Linked DNA regions of Mus musculus: regions 2 and 3 are each linked to region 1. The links are chromatin contacts, called in public Hi-C and promoter capture Hi-C maps. All regions are on one chromosome and are shown on one strand. The core of a region is the stretch at or near the end of the contact, and the rest is flanking DNA. Distances in the headings are between cores, read along the strand shown. Region 1 holds the start of Mmgt1 (membrane magnesium transporter 1). Region 2 overlaps Arhgef6 (Rac/Cdc42 guanine nucleotide exchange factor (GEF) 6). Region 3 has its middle 49 kb from the start of Vgll1.

Region 1 (3,813 bases), core at 751-3,250:
GGCTGCAAGGGACTGAAGGCTGCGATCAGGATCTAGAAACTGGTAACCCCAAGTCATACATAGCACCAGCTTTTCTGTTTACTACAATTTACTGTACCTCATTCAAGACATCCTCAGCAACTCCAGCACTTACTTCAATTGCAGAATGTTACAATGGGAAAGTGAACAGAGTTGCACTGCCTCAGTTTCCTCTGTGGCAAATGGGAACGTGAAAGGTGAACAGGGTTTATTTCGTGTATGAACAGTGAGAGCTCTGCTATATCAAAGGTCACTATGGCAGAGATGAGCATGCTCCAGCACCATAGGATGCTATCTGCTGCCACAATTTCCCATGACACAACTAGTGTCAAAGGTAAATGGCAGTCTTTTGCCAGCACGAGCAGTGCAGAGGTCTTGCTTCAGTCCACAAGGCATTCTTAGCACTTGAAAAATATAAAAATCCAAAATCTTAATTCTACATCAAGCAGGACAATATTATTCTAGATGAAGTAGGACAATCCACTTCTAGATTAAATAGGACAATCCCTAATTCATAATGTACTCTAGACTTAAAATGACTTGTGTGAATGTATTGAGTCTGCTTAAAAAAATATGCAGGCAGAGTATATTTGAACTTACAGAGCCTGTAAGGACAGGGATAAAAGCAAAATCAATCCAATATCATATGCTGTTTGGATTAACCTTTTAATGACACACTTCTAGCTAACTTTCTTGTTTGAATGAAGTCTACTCTGGAAATTTAAGACTATCTTCAGCTAGGCATTTCTTCACTGGGAAAATGAGGCTGTTGGAGTTCAAGCAAGGGCCTTACTTGCTTTGTGACTATAGTAGAGCCAAAGCTTACTTCGAAAATAACCAGTACTCCAGTGTATCCTATTCTCCTCCAGGACAGTGCTTCACAAACTATAAATCACCCAGGGATTTATTAAAACGAATATTCTGATTCAACAGTTCTGAGGTGGAGCCTGAGTAGACACTAACAAGGTCCCAGGTGATGTCCACGATGCTGCTCTACTGACCACACTATGAGCAGCAAAGCTCTAAGGCACTTTCCCCAGGGTCCCACCAAATTACTACTCCCCATGAACATACATACACACATACATACACATACACACACACACACACACACACACACCTTTGGAACATTCACATTATCTTACTGCAATTATTTGTTGGCCCACTAGTTTTTCCACTAGTCTAAGAATTCCCTTAAAGGAATCAAGGAACCTCTAGCACCTAAAAGCAGAAGCAACTTCAATTATTGATCTGAGAAAACAAACAAAAACAAAAAACAAAAAAATACAAAAATAAAAACCCACCATACAGCACCGTTATCATTTGCCCAAGGTCACACAGATTTAACAGTTAAGCAAAATGTTAACAACCAACCTTTTAAACCAGTCCACTGCTCTTTCCCCGTGTCACAGTGCCTCCCTGAGGCAAGCGGTCACTTAACTTCTCCGTCTTTGCCTGGACAGCAGAGTGGCCGGGATGCTGTCTAGCTAGCTGTCACGATGCCACATGCATGCAAAGTTCTCAATTCCACACTTTGTCTTAGCTACCTAGGCTGCATATGGCATGTCGTGTCTGGAGTTCTGGGACAGAGTCCCGGTCTGAATTCTTTCTCAAACCTCAGCAACCTCTTCTGGCCGTCCTGCAATCTAGGTGTTCCTCAGCCATCTGATCTCAAGCCCTCCGCTGAGGACCCTGCACGGCTTTACTTAGTCACCCCGACCTAAAACGGCTCTCCTGCACTGGGTTCAACAGTCCCTTAGGGGAGCGCCCCCACAGCCCCTGGTGTCCCCCACGCGAGCGGTCCCAGTCCCTCAGTTACTTACGCTGCGCAGCTGAAAAGGCAGCGTGGGCTAGGGCAAAAAGCCCGACACCTACAAGCCCCTTCCACAGCGACGGCGCCATGATTCAGAAGGAGCGGCAGCCCAACAAAAGGAGACGAAGGGCGGCAGAGGTACTCCTCCTTTCACCGGCGGGCGTCCACGCGGCGCAGGAACATGACGTCACCAGAGCCCTGGGCGCGAAGTGCCGGCGGTGGCCAGACCCAGAGAGCCGCCGAGAGAACGCGGAAAAAGGAATGCCGGGAAGAAGGGGACAGCGACACGGAAAAAGGGCCTGAGGCCTCCTCTGCGACTGCGCAGTGCAGCTTCCCGGAGAGAGGCAGGGCTGAGTTGGGGGCGTGAAAGAACAGGCCGAGCGAGACCAATGGGGAGACGAGGTAGAGCGTCCGCAAATACGCGCCGGATTTGGAGAAGGGGCGGGACTTACGGAAAGGCCTGGGAGGAGAAGAAGGTGGGGCTGGTGGCGTTGCTAAATGGCTGTGGGCGTAGAACTCGAAAGCCTGGTACTTGGTATTTGATAATTGGTTAATTGATTTGGTTTTCCTCCCAACAGAGTCCTTTCCTTTCACTAAGTCTTTCTTATGCCTCTGGCCTCAGAAACGGTTACCGAGGCAGGTTGCAAGGGCATCAACGTGAGGAAGTAAATAAAGTGTAGAGAGTAACTTGGGGGGTATGGAGCCCTGAACTCTCGCATGTTGGGGACGCTCAGAGCATTGGTTCAACATCTTACCTTTCTGCTTTACGTTTCTATGAGCAAGATCCACACAAAAGAGAGTGTAGCACAGCGGGACTGTTTTGTCATGAAGAAAGCTAGAATGTATGAAGGGAGAATAAAGGGATGTTGGAAACAGTCTGATGAGCACACAACTGTAACCTTTCTCCATTTTTATCTTCATCTCCTAAAATGTAGGCATTCAGAAGGAGAGTTTTTCCTGGATCTCTTTTCGCTCTACTCTCAGCAAGCTCATTAGTTCATTTCCACTTCAGACCAGCTTAGTTTTTCCAGTGATTCCAAATCAACAACTTTACCTCAAATACCATAACTCCTTAGCTCCAGATCAGCATTCCTAGCTACTCACTGCTGAGTATTCATTTGCGTGTGAGTAAACCCTGTGGGCACGACATTTTTATGGCCAAAGGTAACTCACACCCTCAACTCTATATAAGTTACTTCAGTGCCCCTGGCTGAGTGGCACAGCTTTGTTGATGTCATATCACAAAATAAGTGTGAAGCCTGATTACCATTCTTTCCCATCAGTCTCCAAAGAACTGTGTCATCTGAATCAGTTGACTCACCAGTACCTGGTCAGTACTGCTGGTCCTTACCATGCCTTTGAAAGTTGAAGCATTCTCAGGTATGATCTCCTTATTCTATTCTGACTTTATATCATCTTCTAAACGATGTTATTTCTTTATTATGTTTGTTGGGTTGCTATTGTTTGCTGCCTCTCTTCCCACTCTAGGATGGGAGCTGCAAGAAGACAGCTTTCTCCCTCTCTAGAACATTGTCAAACAGCAGGCATTGCATACAAACATGTTGGATGAAGGGTGAACAACTGTTGGTGAAGAACAAAGAGTGTTTTTATCACTGAAAAGATCTTTACAGAGATTCAGTCTAGTTCTTAAAAGCCTGTGGTCTTTTGGTATGCTTAAGTTTCTTCAAATCTGAAAAACTGGATCCCATCACATTAAGTCATAGTCATCACTGTTCTCTGGACCCTCTACACACAGTGCTTGATCCATAGCAATTGCAGTAGCATATATTCCTTACAAAAGGACAAGTAACAATGAACTTCAGAATCAGAACAAGCCAACTCAACACTATTTAGTTGACAGGACGGTGCTTAAGAGGAGGAGTTAGGGGGAGGACTGAAGGGGTTTGCAACCCCATAGGAAGAACAACAGTATCAACCAACCAGACACCCCAGAACTCCCAGGGACTAAACCACCAACCAAA
Region 2 (3,813 bases), core at 686-3,185, 700 kb after region 1:
TCCCCCTATGCTCTCCTTGCATCACAAGCTTCTTGGATTCTGAAACCTGACCCACCCTCAATAGCAATAGTGGGATGTTTCAGAGATCAGGCTCAGAGCTTGATATCCTAAGCCTGAAGGGAAAGGAGACCAAGGCCTAGAATGCTCCATAAAAGATCAGGCACATTGCTGTAAGACATCACAGTGAGAGACATGCTGTTCATTTCCAATGCCCTGTAAGCAATGCTTGGAATTTTCAGGCGAGGCAGCAAAAGCTGTTCCTTTTAGTTTTGCAGATGCAGCCACTGTACAAGGGAGCATCACTGTCAATCTAGAAAATGGTTTAGGGATCCTGACAACCAGACTATGTCAAAGGGAAGATACAGCAGGGCGTAATGGTCGGCTGGAAAAATAATCAGAACCAAGAAATTCCAGGCAAGGCCTGTGAAAAATACTCCATAGCTTAAAAGATACGTCTCAATTCCCAGTAAATGAAAACGAGGTCTGGGACTCGGGATCAGAGGTAAATTGCTTTACCCAGCATGTATTAGGTAGGACCATGCCCAAGCATGACAAAAACTGATGAGATGTCTGTACAAACAAATATTTATAAATCCTCCACAACACAAACACATTCCATTAAATGGGGTGTTCCTCTCCCCTATCCTAGAACACAGAAAGTGATACAGCTAAGTTACATCTTAAGTTTTTGAAGGAATGTCTTCTAAGAGTGACAGTTATCTGAGAATCACTGTGGAGGAAGAAGGGACTTCATTAACTATACTATACTTACAAAATATTTTATTTTATTTAGAGTGAGCCTATATTTTCATTAATTAAAGGTATCTTTGTAAAAAGATATTCTGTATATATGTGAGCATGCTGTGGGGGGGGTAGGGCACTCCGGCCATGCTGAGGTCAAAGGGCTGCTCTGTGCAGTTGCTTCTCTCCTTCCACTTTTCCATGGGTTCTAGGGATCAGACTAGGGCCAAGCTGTGAAGCAAGCACCTTCACCCACAATGGTTCACTGGACCACAGTATTGGGGTTTTTTTTAATTAAAAATTATTTGTTTGTTTTAGGGGGCATGCACTATGGTGCATGTATGGGGGACAGAGAGCAACCTTTGAGAGTTATTTCTCTCCTACTGTGTGGCTCCTAGGGATTTGAACCCAGAATGTCAGGCTTGGCAGAAGCGCCTCAATCTGCTGGGCTCATCCATTTGAAAGCCTTAAAATAAAATAAAAAAAAAAAAAAACAAGAAACTCACACAAAAGGAGCAATATACTGGGAATCCAGCTACTGAAAGGAGCCCTTGGGTAAACATTTTTTTAATTAAAAATATTTATTTAAAAATGAATAGCTGTAATAACAGCACGTTTATCTGCTTTATCATGTACTATAATAAATTGGTTCTAGAAGGGTTCTATTGATTTCTGTTGTTAGTTGGTTTATTTGAGACAAGGCCTGGTGTAGTCCTAGCTAGCCTAGAACTTCTTTTACAGGTAAGGATAACCTTAAACTCTTAACCTGCCTGCTTCCACTTTTCCAGTGCTAGGATACCAGCTATCTGCCACAAGACTCTGCTAACTTTGCTTGTTATTCCAAGAAGAATATGCCTTCTTCTTCTTCTTCTTCTTCTTCTTCTTCTTCTTCTTCTTCTTCTTCTTCTTCTTCTTCTTCTTCTTCTTCTTCTTCTTCTTTTTTAAAGAAGGACAAACAAGTTACCAAAAACCTCTAGAAGAGACTTCTAAAGAGCAGTTAGAGTCTACCGTGTGTTCATTGTTCAACAAAGGGAAAAGTCGCTCATGGTTTCCAGTAAGCTAAGGACAATCTTGTTCCTAAAGTGGTCAGGCAGCTTTCTGCAAGGCGACTGTTATCTCTCTCACACATCTCTCGGGCAGTTTTAGGTCTTCAGAAAGGCTGGAGAGCTAAAACGGGAAGTCGGCTCCCTGCTTCTCTTGTTATTGTATTCTGCCATGGTGATTCTGAGAGGCGCAGGAAGGACTCTGCACTGTACACTCTGGGCTAGTCTCAGTGGGCAGAGAGGCTCAGGCTTACATACAGCAGTTGCTTAAACTTTGGATTCCTTTGCTGTTTTAGCTGTCACATAATCTAAATACAGCTTTGTTTCAACATAGCTAATTATTCCCAGTTCTGTTCTAGTCTTATTTTGGACACGCATGTATAGACTGTGTTAAGCAATTTAAAATAAAACATTTTCAATAAGAATACCAAAAAGGAACAAGTCTCACACTTAAGACGTTAAAAGCTTTACTTACCACTGGGTTTAATTTCTCGGACATAATTACTAGGGAACCATCCAGTTCTCCCATTTAATGTGCCTTCCCACCAGCCTCCTTCTTCAACTCGTGTGACATAAATGATGTCCCCTTTACACACTGACAATTCATCTTCATTCGTCTGCTTGAAGTTGAATCTTGCCTTTACTATCAACTGGTGACTTCCATTTTCCGTCATCTCCTATTGAGAAACAAAAGCCACACCAGATTAGCTGCCTATCTAATTGTATTTGTACACAAAGTGGAATGGTCAGAATTATAACCCTGGGAATCTGTTCAGCAGTTAACAATTCTGGATCCTCTTACAGAGGATCTAGGTTTGATTTCTAGCACCCACATGGCAGCTCACAAACATCTGTAACCCCAGTTCTAGGGAATTTGATGCCTTTTTCTGGCCTTCTTGGGTACTTTTTATAGGTGGCACACAGACATAATACAGACTTTTTTTTTTTTTTTGCAATTTAAAAAGAGTAAAAGCCCCAAGCTTGTTTAACTTATTTATTTTATTTTGTGGGTTGTTTGTTTGAGACAATGTGTCACATTAACTATGGCTGGCCTGGACTTGGCCTGGGCTTCACTATGTAACCTGGGCAGGCCTCACAGCAGTCCTGCCTTTCAGCCTCCCACAATCTAGGATTCCAGGCATGTGACATTATGTCTAGCTTAGCCTCAGTTTTGAATCTAGGAGTCTATGAAAAGGTCTAGGGAGGTTACCAGCGCCTTCAAATCCTGCAAATGACTGCAGGAAGAAGATGGTCTGAGCTCTTTCCTAGAGCCCATGGTGGAAGGGAGGGAGGGAGGGAGGGAGGGAGGGAGGGAGGAAGGAAGGAAGGAAGGAAGGAAGGAAGGAAGGAAGGAAGGAAAAAAGGAAGCCCTAAAAGGTGTTCCCTGGTCTTCACGTGCATCTACATTCATACACAGATAAAACCCGCAAACAACCACCATAATAATATAAACTTTAAAAATGAAAAAAAAAAACTGCATTTCTCAGAACGTATATTTTTGAAGGAGTCACAGCTTTCATTTCCCTCTTCTTTTTCTAAACCTGGGTACTTAACTGAACCAGCTACTAAAGTAAGTTAATATACCATTCCATTCTGCTTCTGTACCAACATAAAACTTGGTGTAAATATTAGCTACTAACCCACTCTTATAAAAATCACTGCCATCTCGCAGTTACTAACAAATCTTAACTAGACCAGCCTCCTGTCCTAAGTAAAGACAAGTTACACTGTGAGCAAAATTAGGCTGGGTAGGTGAAGGCACACATACATGATGTGAACACTTAGGATTTGAAGGGGGAAAGACAAGGAATTCAAGGGTATCCTCCACTACACAGAGTTTTGAAGGTCAGCCTGGGCGCCATGACACTACCTCATAACACTCACAATTATGATGTAAGTCCAAAGTTCTGGGTTTAGCATCTGAAAGTCACAGACCCTTGTGAGAATCTGGTAAGCTCAGTATAGCTTTCTTTGCTCATATTAGTCTACCCACATGAGCTTTTACACTCAGTTTAAGAGAGGGTAAAGA
Region 3 (3,813 bases), core at 985-3,484, 540 kb after region 1:
CCAGGCATAGTAGTATACATGTATAAGCCCAGTGTCCCCATGGTGATAGAGAAGGGAGGTGGACATCTGGGTGACTCTAATGTGCTGGGAGGACTGAGCTTATTAGAGGCAACATATTTGCCCTGATTTGGTTATAGAGTTGACACTGGCAATGCCATGACTTGATCTTAAGGTAGCATTAGTAGCTCAAGAACTAAGGGGACTTTACTTGGACACAAGGGCATTACTTGTGTCCAATAGCTGACCATGTAGCTGTATTTTCTTCTTAGGCTTTCAGAGTTAGTTGTCATCATTCAATCTCTACTTACAAAGGAGCCAAAAAGTCCTTCTTACTTTCAGCTCTGCTGATTTAGATAACTCTTTCTGCCTGTAATTTTTTACTTCTTTCTGTGTCTAAACTGAAAGCCAAAAGACAAAGAAACCCATACTCCAGAGTGAGGTGCTGGGGTTTGTTAGTAAATCTTACAACACCAACTTGACAATTACAGTGACTCAACTATGAAGTACCCCTGCCCAAATCCCCTCTGAATCAGTTCTTCTTAATGCCCACTATCATCGATTTATAGATGATAGTTTGATAGTTTGATGATGGGTTGATTCGCATGAAAATGATCTTCCTTTCTGAATTGGACTCAGGCTGTATTTTTTGGCCTTGTATGTAAATTTCTTGGGTGTTGTTTCTTTGCTTGCTTCCCCTTCCCTCTGCTTTGAGCATATTCAAATGCTCAATTCATAAAGAGATTCAGGATGTTCCTGCACACACATAGAGGAGTACCAGAGGTATGGTTTTAAACAGTGGTCTTTTCTAGGAAAAGACTTCAGTCAATAGGTATAGGAGACCTAGGTTCAAGTTACATGGAAAAGAAACTGGATAGGCCTCTTTAAAAATAGAGGGCTTTGTTTTAGGGACTGGAGAGATGGATCAGTAATTAAAAGCACACACTCATCTTGTAGATGATCTGAGTTCAGTCCCGAGAACCCTCATTTGGGTGCCTCATATGGATTCTGTAACTCCAGATGCTGCCTTCTGGCCTCTAAGGGCATCTGCACTCATGTACACATAGCCCCCTCCCACCCCCTAATTAAAAATAAAACAAAACTTTTTAAATGTTATTTTTTTAAAAAAATAAGTTATTTATTCTCATTTTATGTACATTGTTCTTTTGCTTGCATAAATGTCTATGTGAGGGTTTTGGATCTCTTGAAACTGGAGTTACAGACAGTTGTGAGCTACCATGTGGGTACAGGGAATTGAACTCTGGTCCTCTGGACAAGCAGTCAATGTTCCCAACTTCTGAGCCATCTCACCAGCTTGAATGTTATCTCTGTAACATTTATTTATTTAATGAGAGGACACAGGCCATAGCACACATGTATAAGTCAGAGGACAACTTACTGGAGTTGGTTTCCTCCTTCTACCATGTGGATCCACAGGGACCAAACTCAAGTTGTCAGGTTTGGTGGCAAGTGCCTTTCCTTTGCTTTTGAGATATCTTGCAGACCCTGGATTCACTTCTTTAAGTGACTGTAAGAATTTGCAGTGCAGGTTAGAACTTACTGGATTTTCAGGGAAAAGGTGAATTTTACACATCAGGTGGTATCTTGGTTTTGTTGCCTTATTGTTTTGTTCTGTTTTTATGGATTTATGTTTTTATTTTATACGTATGTGTATGGGCCTGAATGCATGTGTATGCACATGACATATGCACAGGCCTGCTGAAGCTAGAAGAGGGTGTCAAATCTCTTGGAACTAGAGTTGCAAATAGTTATCAACCACTTAATGTGGGCGCTGGGCACAGAGCCCCAGTTTTCTGCAAAAGCTGCAAGTGCTCTTAACTGCTGAGTCATCTCTTCACTCCTCAGTTGGTTTGAGACAGGGTCGCGAGTTATCCAGCTTAACCTTGAACTTGCTATGTAGCCATGGATGACCTTGAACATTTCATCTCCCCTCTTTCACCAAGTACTGCAATTATATGCATGTACCACCACAAATTTATACAGTATGGGAATCGAAGCCAACCTCTGGATTTCACACAATCTATGCCAGTACCCTACCAACTGAGCTGCATCCCCAGATCCTCAGATTAGGTTTTTAAAAGTGTCCATTTTGTATAGTTTGGAAACAGTTCTGGACCAGGTTTTTACTCCCAAAGACAGAGGCACTACTGTAACCCTGTCTCTGAACAGGTTCTTGCCACAAAGTGCCCCACTTCCTTTCCAAACTTACTCATCTTGCTCATCAGCAACAAAATGAAAATGTCTTTCTCACTCTCTATGAGCATCTCCCCAGCTCAGCAACTTCAGGTGCCTCTGTCACTTTGATTTATTCAAATGATTTGAAATGTCAAGCTATTGAAGATTGTAGTAGGGGACTGTGGGCATTGTCACCCACTGCACTAAAAAGCCAACAGATTTCAGTTCTCTGAACAGATGCCAGAGAAGGAGAAAGCTGAGCCTGTGGGATCTCTTCCTGCCATGTTTCTCAGTGGAGGGCTTCAAGGTCACTTAGACACACTCACAAGAAAGCCACAGCTTCTGCCAGTTTAAACGACACTATGTGGGAATAAAAGGTGTCATTAAGGAGAGACTTTGCATCAACTGTGATTTCTTAGAGAGTCTTAACAATTGGTTTTTAATGTTTTATGAAGTAAAAACTTTTGATTCCAACCACAGTGTGGTCTTACTAGATTGGCAATAGTCCCAGAAAACTGCTGATTTCAGTGAAGTGGGGGGCTTTCTGTGAGGCTTCATTAGACTCTAAGGAGAGTGTCATATTGTGCTGGGCACAAAGGTAGGAAGCACTCATTGCATGTTAGCTATTGCTATGATTACTGAAAGTTCACTTCTAGAGAGTTCTATGAGTCACCCTTGGGATTGGGCTTCAAATATACCTTTTCTGGCATTCTCTCCTGCTGAGAGCAGGCCTGTTGCTTCAGAGTAGTTAGTCTCATTACAGGAAACATTGGTGAGGGGTGGGGGTGAGGGATAGGCTTTAAAGCCCCTTTGGCTGGTACTCAGGCTATTCTAATTGTCATTTCCCAAAGCTTAGAAAATACTTGTCTTGCTGCATGGCATTAGGTGGCATCAATTGCAGATCTGGCCAGGACTGCTGGTACAAGCAGACTTGTAGCCTCAGGTACTCAAGAGACAGAGGCAGAAGAATTCAAGTTCAAGGTCTACCCAGCCTGAAGAGTGAGGCCAAGGGAACTTAGTAAGATCCTGCTTTTTAAAACAAATATGCTTAAAACAGCATGTGGTTGTCTAGTCCAACGGAGAATGCTTGCCTGGAACGCACAAAGCTCTGGGCTCTGTACTCAACACTGCAATAAATAAATATATAGATTAAATTATCATGTCTATAATATCTTGTCTGTTTTTTTAGGAGGAAAGTTGAAGATAGCTCCTCAATAGAAAGCTCATATTTGAAGAGGATCATATTAGCTCAACACAGAGGAAGTTGGTAGGAAGTGCTGGACATGTATAATGATGTTCTGACCTCTGATGCTCTGATGTTCTGAGGGTGATATAGCTTCCTCTATTGGATTTGCCAAGGGGTTCTTTTAGTTAAACAGTATACTAAACTCCTCTCTCTCTCTCTCTCTCTCTCTCTCTCTCTCTCTCTCTCTCTCTCTCTCTCTCTCTCTCTCTCTCTCTCTCCTATCTCTCAATTCTTCAGAATAAAGACAAAAGAATTGCTGTGCCTGGCTGCCCCCAGTGAACATTAGTAACGCCTCATCTGCAGTGAGAACCAAGCTGGCCCAGACTCAGTTTTCAAGCTCCCAGCATAGTCAGGGAGACAGACAGCAGCATGCT

The links. Promoter capture Hi-C pulls out the DNA fragments that hold promoters and counts their contacts. Hi-C and Micro-C count contacts between places; a contact is called where the count stands out from the background.
Region 2: a contact with region 1 is called in a promoter capture Hi-C map of the HPC-7 cell line, with 4 times the contacts expected there. The contact joins the enhancer-like site here to the promoter of Mmgt1 in region 1. A contact is called at or near these places in 10 of 39 promoter capture datasets (the 3T3-L1 cell line, the C10 cell line, the HPC-7 cell line and 7 more), 1 of 484 Hi-C or Micro-C datasets (B cells) and 1 of 115 datasets of contacts at active chromatin or transcription factors (pro-B cells).
Region 3: a contact with region 1 is called in a Hi-C map of Th1 cells, with 5 times the contacts expected there. The contact joins the enhancer-like site here to the promoter of Mmgt1 in region 1. A contact is called at or near these places in 4 of 39 promoter capture datasets (the HPC-7 cell line, cranial neural crest, hippocampal neurons and 1 more) and 1 of 484 Hi-C or Micro-C datasets (Th1 cells).

The regions. Positions count from the first base shown.
Region 1 is chrX:56,595,944-56,599,756 of GRCm38.p6, forward strand. Mmgt1 (membrane magnesium transporter 1) reads right to left here and starts at 2,001. Exons shown (of 4, transcript NM_146234.4): 1 at 1,842-2,001. The coding sequence starts at 1,920. Gm36239 (a long non-coding RNA gene) reads left to right here and starts at 2,249. Exons shown (of 3, transcript XR_386934.2): 1 at 2,249-2,359; 2 at 3,115-3,211; 3 at 3,320-3,713.
Region 2 is chrX:57,297,201-57,301,013 of GRCm38.p6, forward strand. Arhgef6 (Rac/Cdc42 guanine nucleotide exchange factor (GEF) 6) reads right to left here. Exons shown (of 22, transcript NM_152801.2): 5 at 2,260-2,461. Among named protein-coding and RNA genes, the nearest start is that of Arhgef6, 40 kb to the right of the region's middle. Within about 2 kb of position 1,936, at least 21 of the 459 cell types and tissues checked have an H3K27ac peak or open chromatin away from gene starts, as enhancers often do. A contact at or near this core is called in the HPC-7 cell line, where this site is marked.
Region 3 is chrX:57,135,602-57,139,414 of GRCm38.p6, forward strand. No RefSeq gene overlaps it. Among named protein-coding and RNA genes, the nearest start is that of Vgll1, 49 kb to the left of the region's middle. Within about 2 kb of position 2,235, at least 5 of the 459 cell types and tissues checked have an H3K27ac peak or open chromatin away from gene starts, as enhancers often do. A contact at or near this core is called in Th1 cells, where this site is marked.